Linked DNA regions of Mus musculus: regions 1 and 2 are each linked to region 3. A link is a contact called in public promoter capture Hi-C data. All regions are on one chromosome and are shown on one strand. The core of a region is the stretch at or near the end of the contact, and the rest is flanking DNA. Distances in the headings are between cores, read along the strand shown. Region 1 overlaps 0610040J01Rik (RIKEN cDNA 0610040J01 gene). Region 2 has its middle 21 kb from the start of Gm25608. Region 3 has its middle 37 kb from the start of Gm3716.

Evidence for each region. Promoter capture Hi-C pulls out the DNA fragments that hold promoters and counts their contacts.
Region 1: a contact with region 3 is called in a promoter capture Hi-C map of liver, with 4 times the contacts expected there. The contact joins two enhancer-like sites. A contact is called at or near these places in 4 of 39 promoter capture datasets (liver, pre-B cells and stem cell-derived epiblast-like cells).
Region 2: a promoter capture Hi-C map of hippocampal neurons shows a contact between it and region 3, with 2.1 times the contacts expected there. The contact joins two enhancer-like sites. A contact is called at or near these places in 2 of 39 promoter capture datasets (hippocampal neurons and stem cell-derived epiblast-like cells).

What each region holds. Positions count from the first base shown.
Region 1 is chr5:63,845,415-63,848,650 of GRCm38.p6, forward strand. All of the region lies in intron 1 of 0610040J01Rik (RIKEN cDNA 0610040J01 gene), which reads left to right. Among named protein-coding and RNA genes, the nearest start is that of 0610040J01Rik, 35 kb to the left of the region's middle. Within about 2 kb of position 1,832, at least 25 of the 459 cell types and tissues checked have an H3K27ac peak or open chromatin away from gene starts, as enhancers often do. A contact at or near this core is called in liver, where this site is marked.
Region 2 is chr5:64,021,770-64,024,760 of GRCm38.p6, forward strand. No RefSeq gene overlaps it. Among named protein-coding and RNA genes, the nearest start is that of Gm25608, 21 kb to the left of the region's middle. Within about 2 kb of position 1,387, at least 32 of the 459 cell types and tissues checked have an H3K27ac peak or open chromatin away from gene starts, as enhancers often do. A contact at or near this core is called in hippocampal neurons, where this site is marked.
Region 3 is chr5:64,646,250-64,649,127 of GRCm38.p6, forward strand. No RefSeq gene overlaps it. Among named protein-coding and RNA genes, the nearest start is that of Gm3716, 37 kb to the left of the region's middle. Within about 2 kb of position 1,367, at least 134 of the 459 cell types and tissues checked have an H3K27ac peak or open chromatin away from gene starts, as enhancers often do. A contact at or near this core is called in hippocampal neurons and liver, where this site is marked.

The DNA of each region.
Region 1 (3,236 bases), core at 582-3,081, 800 kb before region 3:
CAAGCTGATACCTTTAAAACCAGGAGCCAAAACAAACCTTTGCTCTCTGTGTTAGCATCTAAATGTCAAATGTCCTCCACAGGCTCAAACGTTTGAACAGCTGTTTTCCAGCAGGTGGTGCTGTCTTAGAGGCTTTAAACTGTTTGGATATGGGGCCTTGCTCACAAATACAAGACTGTAGAGGTGAGGCTTGGAGGCTCACAACTCCACTCAAACCCTTTGCCTTGGTCAGCACCATGTAACAAGGAGCTGGGAAACATTTGCCACTTTATCTCCCAGAGTCATGCCTTCTTCGCAGTGATAGACTGTAACCATTCAACCCGTGAGCCCAAATAAGTCTCCCTTAAATCTCTTTTCTCGTGTTCACGGGGTATTTATAACACAGTAAGTATTTCATGTTGGGAAGTCTGGTCATAGCTACACAGAGTTAGTAAGTATGGAAATCAGAGCTCGTGAGTAGCTGTTGTCAGGGAACAGTTCAAAGAGAATTAAAAGTAGATAGGCAACAATACGGAGAGAATTAAAAGCAGAACTGCTACATGACCCAAGAATGCCTTAGAAGGATCTATCCTAAAGAACAGGAATACAGACCTGAGTAGTACAGTTGAACTCCTGTGTTCAGTTCATTCACAATAGCCGAGTGAGGGAACAGCCAGAGTGCTCATCAGTAGACAAACAGATAAGGAAGACATGGTGTGTGCAGCCTGAGAAAGAAGGGGGCCCTGCCATTTGTCATGGCATGGATGGATGCAGAAGACGTTCTAAGTAAAATAAGGAATATCAAAGTTCGTTTGTTTTTTAACATGAGATAGCAGAAACCTCAAAGTCACAGATACATAAAGAGTGGTGAGAACTAGGGGTTAAGGGACTGAGGGGTTGGGGTGACATTTGACTGATATAGCATCATAGTTATACAAGGTATATAAATGCAGAGCTGGAGAGATGGCATAGAGCACACACTGCTCTTCAGGCCTGAGTTTGGTTCCTAGCACCCATGTCTGGCACCTGACAACTCCAGGGATCCAACAACTTCTTCTGACCTTCATGGGTACCTGTACTCACACATGTACAAACATATACACGGGCATATAGGCATATATATAAATAAAAGTGAGATAAACCTTTGTTTTAAAGACAAGTAAATGCATTGTGACTATACTAACAATCTGTGTTGAGCACATAAAGCTTGTTAAGTTAGATCTTATAGGATGTGTTCTTATCACAATGAAATAAATAAAATCCATCTATTAGAAAACCTATTCTTCTCCTGCCCTAGAGTCCTACATATAATAAGCTTATTTTGGTTAAAGGTCAGAAATGTTTGTTTGATGTCATTGTTATGTCTTTGTCCTAGATTTCATGAAATGTGAAGGGGGAAGGAGCTCACCACCTCTGAATACTGAATAATGAATTCCCAAGATAGAAGTTTTATTATTTTTTCAAATGTAGATTGAACACACACACATACACACACACATACACATATACTTGATTTAACTATAAATCATTTCATATAAATGAAAGAGGAATGTGAGAAAAAAACTGCATCCTTGGACGATGTGGGTCACTGTAAGACATGGTCATATGATTTGCAAGAGCGACAGAACAACTTCTTTTGTGTTTGCCACTAACTGGGTGCCAGATTTTTGTCCTGTGAATGAAAGTGTGTCTCTAAGTCAACAGTTGAACTCCTTGGCTTGGCAGCAGCATGAATTATCCTCTGAGTCCTCAGTGCCAATGAAAAATGGCATGCAAAGATGCAAAGGAAAGGGTTAGCGTCAGATCCAACAAACGCAACTTGAAATCACACCCAATGCGATCGCGATACTCAGCACCAGGTGTCCCTTGACCTTTTTGAAATGGACTGGACTGAGTTTGCCATGCGAATTCTCCCCTAGTAGCTGTCAATGACCGAGTTACATAATTTGCAAAAGGATAGCAAAGAGAGAAGGGCATGCCAGGAAGCAACTCAAGGCCCCTGTGAGCAAACTATGCTACCTGACCCACCCAAATCTCAAAGTTTGCAAATAATGGCCTGAACTGGGAAGACCCCTATTTTCGTCTTTAATTCAGAGCTCCTGCCCACCTCCACCCACCCGACTCCAGCATTGGACTTAACAAAGACAGTTCGGCCTTGGTTTTGGTGTGCGCTGGAACTGTGTTGTAGTGTCCTGGCTTGGGCCACGTCTTTAGGAAGTCACAGTGGCTTCCTGAAGTCTCCCACCAGCGTGTGTGGTACTTTCTTTCCATTCAGCTCCCTACCAGATTCTCAGCAGAGCTTAACTCGGGAGACAGGCAATCATTAACTTTCCGGTCAGCACAGCTTACATCACAGGCCAGAGTCTAAGCAGCGTGGAACTTTGGTCTCTTCCTGCATCTCCTCTCATGTGGACAGAGGGCAGCCAGAAATGTAGCCTCACGTGCTTCTCCACAATTCGGAAGATGTTAGGGTTGGACTATGTCTTTAATGGACATTTCAGTTTTAATCACCAAAGTCATTAAGGAATTCTCTCCGTCATGGGAATTCTGTGTGTTTGTGTTCAAACGGACAGGCACATAAACAAACACAAAAATCAGACATGTGGAAGTCAAAGGTCCTGAGGCACTACCTAGTTCAAGTCGATCCATTCATGAGAAAGGAGACTGAACATCCCCAAAGTGATTTCCTAAATATCACAGATTCTACTTTAACAAGACCTGTTCTTATATGTGTTCATATGTGTGCATGTGTGTATGACATGTATGTACACATATGTGTGTGCGTATGTGGAAACCAGAGGACTACCTCTACTGTTATTCTTTGGGCACTGTAGTGGCTATTCCTGGTTGTCAACTTGACAATATTTGGAATGAACTACAATCCGGAATTGGAAGGCTCACCAGTGACCCTTATCTGGAGGCTTGGAGATCCTTATCTGGATCTTGGTTTGAAGATCTTGAGCCATAGTGGCTATGGATTCCAGAAGATTGAATCTCCGAGTTAAGGAACACACCTTTAATCTGGGCTATGCCTTTCATCTGGGATTAAAGGTGTGGTGGAACACACCTTTAATCTGGGCTACACCTTTTGCTGGAGACAATATAAGGACATTGGAAGAAGGGAGTCTAGCTCTTGCTCTTGCTCCTTCGCCTGCTTGCTGCGTGAGACTGAGTAACTGCTAGATCCTTGGACTTCCATTCACAGCTGCGACTGAACAATTGTTGGGAATTGAGCTGCCGACTGTAAGTCATCAATA
Region 2 (2,991 bases), core at 137-2,636, 620 kb before region 3:
GGCACCAACCAAACATCTGGGAAGGAGCACACACCCTGGTACCATATTCTTCCCACTTTGACCTCATCTTTTCCCTGGTTTCCCACATCCTCACAGTGTACCCATGAGCCCCATCTTAATGAAGGGCAGGAGGCATACCTGGGGAACTAAAATTAGAGAGAAAGTACTTATTTCTTTTCTATCTTCTTCCACCAAACCAGAAGATGGTATTCTCAAGATCTGGCCCAATAACTATTTACATCAGAATCTCCTGAGGAGTTTATTATTCATCCCACATCTGTCCCAACAAAATGTCTGGGATAGGCACAAGAATCTACATGTTTAACTTGACTTCAGCCAGATTCTTCCGCCCACCAGGCACAACCTCCTCCTCTGAAGAGCTCCCGTGTTTACCTATAACAATAATTTCTTTGTTTTTTAGACATATGTTCTCCAACGTTTTAACTTTGGAGAGCCATAAATATGCATACGAATGAGCAAATGTTATATCTGTCTGTGAGTTTTCACCTATGAGTTTTGTCTTTACATCATGTTCCTTGGTTCCATTAATTTTTTTTTTTTTTTGAAGTCTTGGGCAGGATTCTTGCTCCCCATTTGAATAGACGAGGTTGGTCGGTTTAGACACGGTTGGTCTGAGGTGATAGCCAATGAGTTTTACTCCTTTAGTATTGGTAAAGAGCGAAGATTTAAACTGAGCCCTTCTCACATAGATGCCAAGGCCCTTTATCCACACCTGGTGATCTTGGGCTATCACAATATGCACGTGTCCAAAGAGCTAAAAGTGCCTTCCTCTGAGTATCTCATTTACTGCTGTAGTATAAACACCTCTCTTACAGTTATCCCTATTTGACCACAAAGAGAATATAACAAGGCTCATGTCTTCACAACCAAGAACACTCACCTCACTAAGTCAAAATCGTGCCGTTGCTGCTGCATGAAACGGGATATAGACTTACAAAGTGTAAAGCAGCCTTTTCGGTCAAGCCAATATAAACTCATTCAAGGATAGATGTATTAGATGACAGGATATTTGAGAATGCAAGCTGAGCATAGGCAAAGGGCAAGGTTCCAGGGTGTGAGAGTCCTTAACGTAGGAGATGGTAAAGCTTTTCCTGATTGGGCTTTCACAGAGCTGGAAGCACCCGGATGCTCTCAGGCGATGGTCTACAGCACCCACTTGTAGTTCGAAACTGCGCCTTTAAGTACAAATCATTACTAATTTGTTTTAAACATGTTTACATCCAAGTTGAGAGGCTAATGTTTTGGGTTAGGCTTTCAAAACTTGTTTTATAGAAGCGTTTCTGAGAGATGGCTCCCCCACTGCCAAAGAAACTGCACAGGAAGTTGCAGACAGATGGCAGCGACAGGAGCTCTGGGGAGCACAGAACGATATTCCATATGGCACACCGTGCGAGGCTTATGAAAGTGCTTCTGACATCCAGAAACGGATTAGCCAGCAGTCGCAGAGAAACGAAACCTCCTTTGGTGACCTTCACCGCAGGCCAGGAGTTCATTCCACATAGCACCCAATACAGCTGGACAAGTTCAAGGAAAATGGGCAGAAAAAATCCTCAAAGTTAAAGAAAAATGAACTGAAAAGCCAAGCAACCAACTGCAGAGCCTTAACAGTGATTGTAGCTTCATCTCTGAGTCAACCACCCCTTGGAGAGGTGTGTGGCCTCTATAGGAAGACAGTTGGAAGTTTAACATGAGAACATTGTAACCAGGGATCAGAGAGTGGGTAACCTCAGGGCAGATAAGGCCCACTGCTGAGAGCCCAAGAATAGATACTACATTTTCAATGGATAGAAAAGTGTCAAAAGAAGAAAAAGATTTCACAACACTTAATGTGTTACAAAATTCAAAGTTTGGTAGGGAACTTCCAAGAGAATCCCAAAATAGCTGGTAAGGCCTGTTCATTTGTTTCTGTTTGTCTGCAGTGGTGTCCCCGAGGCAATGGCAGAGTTGAATAATTGTGACAAAGACAGCCTGATGTGCGCACCTAAAGGATTTATTGTCTGTCATTTATAGAAAAGCTTTGCTGGCCCTTGTTCCAGCTTCAGTGATTTAAAAATGAGACCCAGAGGCCTGCCCCACTAAGCCTGTCCTAGCTAGCTGTCTAGGGCTGTTTCAGAGACTATGACCACAATTGACTTGCGGAAGAAAGGGTTTATTTGCCTTGCATGTCATGATCATAGGCTGTCATTGAAGGATGCCAATGCAGGAACTCAAGCAGGGCAAGAACCTAGAGGAGAGAACTGAGTCAGAGGTGGAGACAATGCTCTTTCAGCTTGCTTGTTTTTGTTGTTGTCATTTGTTTTGTTCTTGTTTTATATACAATACATATGCATATATAACACATATGATATATGTACATGTGTATATAATACATATGTATATTCCTGTGTGGTTTCTTTGGCAGTACATACACACACACACACACACACACACTCAACTGAGGTTCAGTGTTCCTAGATGCCCCAAGCTTGTGTCAAATGAATCAAAAACAACAACAACCACAACCACAAAAAGCCACCACAACAACTACAGAGGGTTTTCCAGAAAAATAACTTCTTTAGCACTAAAGACTACGCACTCATAGCAAGAACTCATTCTGACTTGAGTTTCTTAGCCTGTATGGTTGCCCTGACATTTGTGTGACTATCTTCTGCATGGCACTATAGCTTTTGCCAGGGCAGAGAGTCCCATGAGTTTGCTGTGGTCACGTCTGTGCCCACACCAACACCCTGATGCTCGTATGTCTTTGTAGAGATGACCATTCACATCCTCCTGACTCCCTCTTAGTCTCTCACTCAGTGCTTCTCCAGCATGGCTCCACCCACTGCACTTCCGGCCTGAACCAAGCCTAGATGCTGACTTCCTGTGGGTGGGTAGGAGCACAGATGTGGTAACTGGAGAGCGATCTCCACCAATGAGAAACGAGAGACCAGGGGTGAAGCAGGTACGCTCTGACCTTTTCCCTCCGCCATA
Region 3 (2,878 bases), core at 117-2,616:
TGGCAATGTGTTCTCTTTCCCTCTCCTTCTCCCTATTCCTCTTCCTCTCCCTCTCTCTCTCTCTCTCTCTCTCTCTCTCTCTCTCTCTCTCTCTCTCTCTCACACACACACACACACACACACACACACACATATGCACATGCTCATACACCATTCACCGTATCCTTATCTTATGGGTTCAAGCAGATGTCAGTACCATGCCCTTGAAACTATATATGTATATGTATATGTGTGTGTGTGTGTGTGTGGTTACCCAGTGTTGAGTATTTTATTATAGCAAAACAAAACAGATTAATACAAGTAGAAGCTGATAGTGCCTTTAGGAGAACACAGAAACCCAAATCTGTCTCTGATGTTATCTCTTAAACTTTAAGGAAAGGAAAACCAAGGCGATTCACTTATAGTGAGAGTTTCATAAAGAAAACCTTTGCATCAGAGGGGGCTGCTAGGACTTCTAACATCTGCAGCAAAGGGTCACCTGCGCAGATTCCCTGCTGGCCCAAGTCAGTCGAGTGGTTAGCATTAGGTCAATTCGCATCTGTACATTCTGGGTAAGAATTGCATCACACCAATTTCTTTTTTAGCATCTTTGTGTTTTTCATTATAAAAAGGGCTGGGGATGTCACCCAGTCTGTAGACTGCTTGCCTGGCCTGCACAAAATCCTGGGTTCAGTCCCCAGGACTACATAAACAGTGTGTGTGTTGGGGGTGGGGGTGGGGGTGGGAGGTGGCAACTTGAGTCTGTGTATAATTCAAATTAGAAGAAAAGAGAATAAATGAAGTCTACATGTAGCTCCCACACCCAGATGACTATTAGTCTTCAAAATGATAGATTTTCACATATATAATCTTGGTAAGTGATGAGTTCTGTTTCTTTTCTCCATTTGTTTTGCAGGCTTTGTCAGTTTTCAATGAATTCTTTTGTCACAGGTGCCTTCCTCTGGGAGTTATGCGAGTTTTCAAGGCTGCATGAATTCTTAATCCCAGATCCCCTCCTGTCTGCCACCCAAGCCTTTCCCAAACCGATTCGTCCTAAAGTCAGGGTTCCGATGCTCAGAAGAGGCAAACTCAGGCAAACCCGGCTCGTCAGAAAACAGCCATGCCTGCTACAAAAATCTGTTGCCCCCAAACTCGCTAGTGCATTTCATTACCTTTCAACGATCGGTTTAGAATTATTCACCTCGCTGCCCTTAACTATCCACTTGACTGCCTTCATCATTAGCATGGAGGGCGGAACCGAGGCTGGCCTGTATTCTCTTCAGAGCCCCAGTCACTTCTGATTAGTGAATTGCTTAGAAAATGTCCTGAGCTCTAGCCGGCCACTGCCAGTTAGTGTCCTGTCCCGGAGAAGCGCTCATTTGTATTCTGTCTGTGGGTCAGAGTGGAGGCCACGGGTTAGTGAGGTGGGGGGTAGGGCAGCGAGGGCCAGCCAGCCTAATGGTTGCATCTGCCGTCTACCTTCTAGCTCCTCCCTCTCTCTCTCCCTCCCTCCCTCCCTCCCTCCCCCTCCTCCCCTTTCTTCTCCTCTCAGTCTCGCTCAGCTTTCTATTCAACAACAGCGAACAAAGTAAAATAATATAAAAATAAAACCGGAGTGGGGGTGGGGGGCTGCGGGAGGGAGACTCTGAAACTGTGACAATAGCAACCTCCAATCCGGTCACCCTTGCCTTCTTCCACCTCCCATGCCCTCCAGCTACTCAGAACGGTCTCTAACAAAAGACCCCAATTTGACCTCTGGCCGGCTAAAGCCGATTCAAGGCTTGGATTTGAATCTGTTTAAGCTGACTGAGGCTAGCCACAAACTAACCACATTCCATTTAGCAACCTTCAAGTCCGATACATTCATTTTCCTCTGGTTTTTTTTTTTTCTTTCTGTTTGTTTTTTTTTTTCTTTTGTTATGTTGTAGTAGATGGTGACTTTTTAGTATGTTTGTTTTTTGTTTTGTTTTGTTTTTTCTTTGTAAATTGGATCCAAGTCAACTGGTATCTCAGATGTACACATAGGAATTCAAAAGGTGTAATAAACACAACCTCCTAAGTAAGATATCTGACCCCTACCTAACACTACTCCACCACTCTCCAGGGGAACCGTATAATATTTAGGAAAAAAAATACCATAGTATATTCTCTACTACTTGAAAGGAATTCCTGACAAACATTATATTTTCTTAAAAATTATACAGTAAACAGTGTTGCTTTTTAACGGGCTGGCAATATTGTAATTTATTGCTCAAAAAAAAATATGTCCATAAAATAGCTGTTCCAGCACTGGGGGCTCTGTGCTCACTAGCCGGGACACTCAGAGGTTCAGTACTCTCAAAGCAAACAGAGGTTCCTTGTGTGGAAAGAGCCAGTCAGGAAGTGCCTGCTGCTCTCCAGTAAATGTGGACACTCCTGCAGAAGCCAGGCTGTCTAGAGGGTGACAGGAGGGAGCAATGAGGGCAGGAAGCGACAGCTTCACTAGGACGGGACAATAAGTCAGATCTAGCTATCGGCCACTCCCGGGGAGGGAACGGGGTTGGCTATTCTTTTATCTTCTTAGACTTTAGCAAGATTGTTTTTAGGGGATTGAAAGACTGGTCTATTTGGCAACGTACTTGCCTGTGAGGGAGATGTTGCACACCGCTCTGGACTTCTATGAAGCATAGGAAACTGCTCTGTGGCCTTTTGTAGAACAGCTGCCACAAGCCCCACTGGAAAATGACTTTTTTCCCCCAATAGTCCCATTTATAAGCTTTTTATTTGCTATTTAAAGTAAATATTTACAATGCCCCAACTATGTCCTGGGCATTATATTAAGCTAGAAATACCTTGGGATAAAACAAACAAAGTAAACATAGAGGGTTTCCTTCCCCCCATAAACACACACACACACACA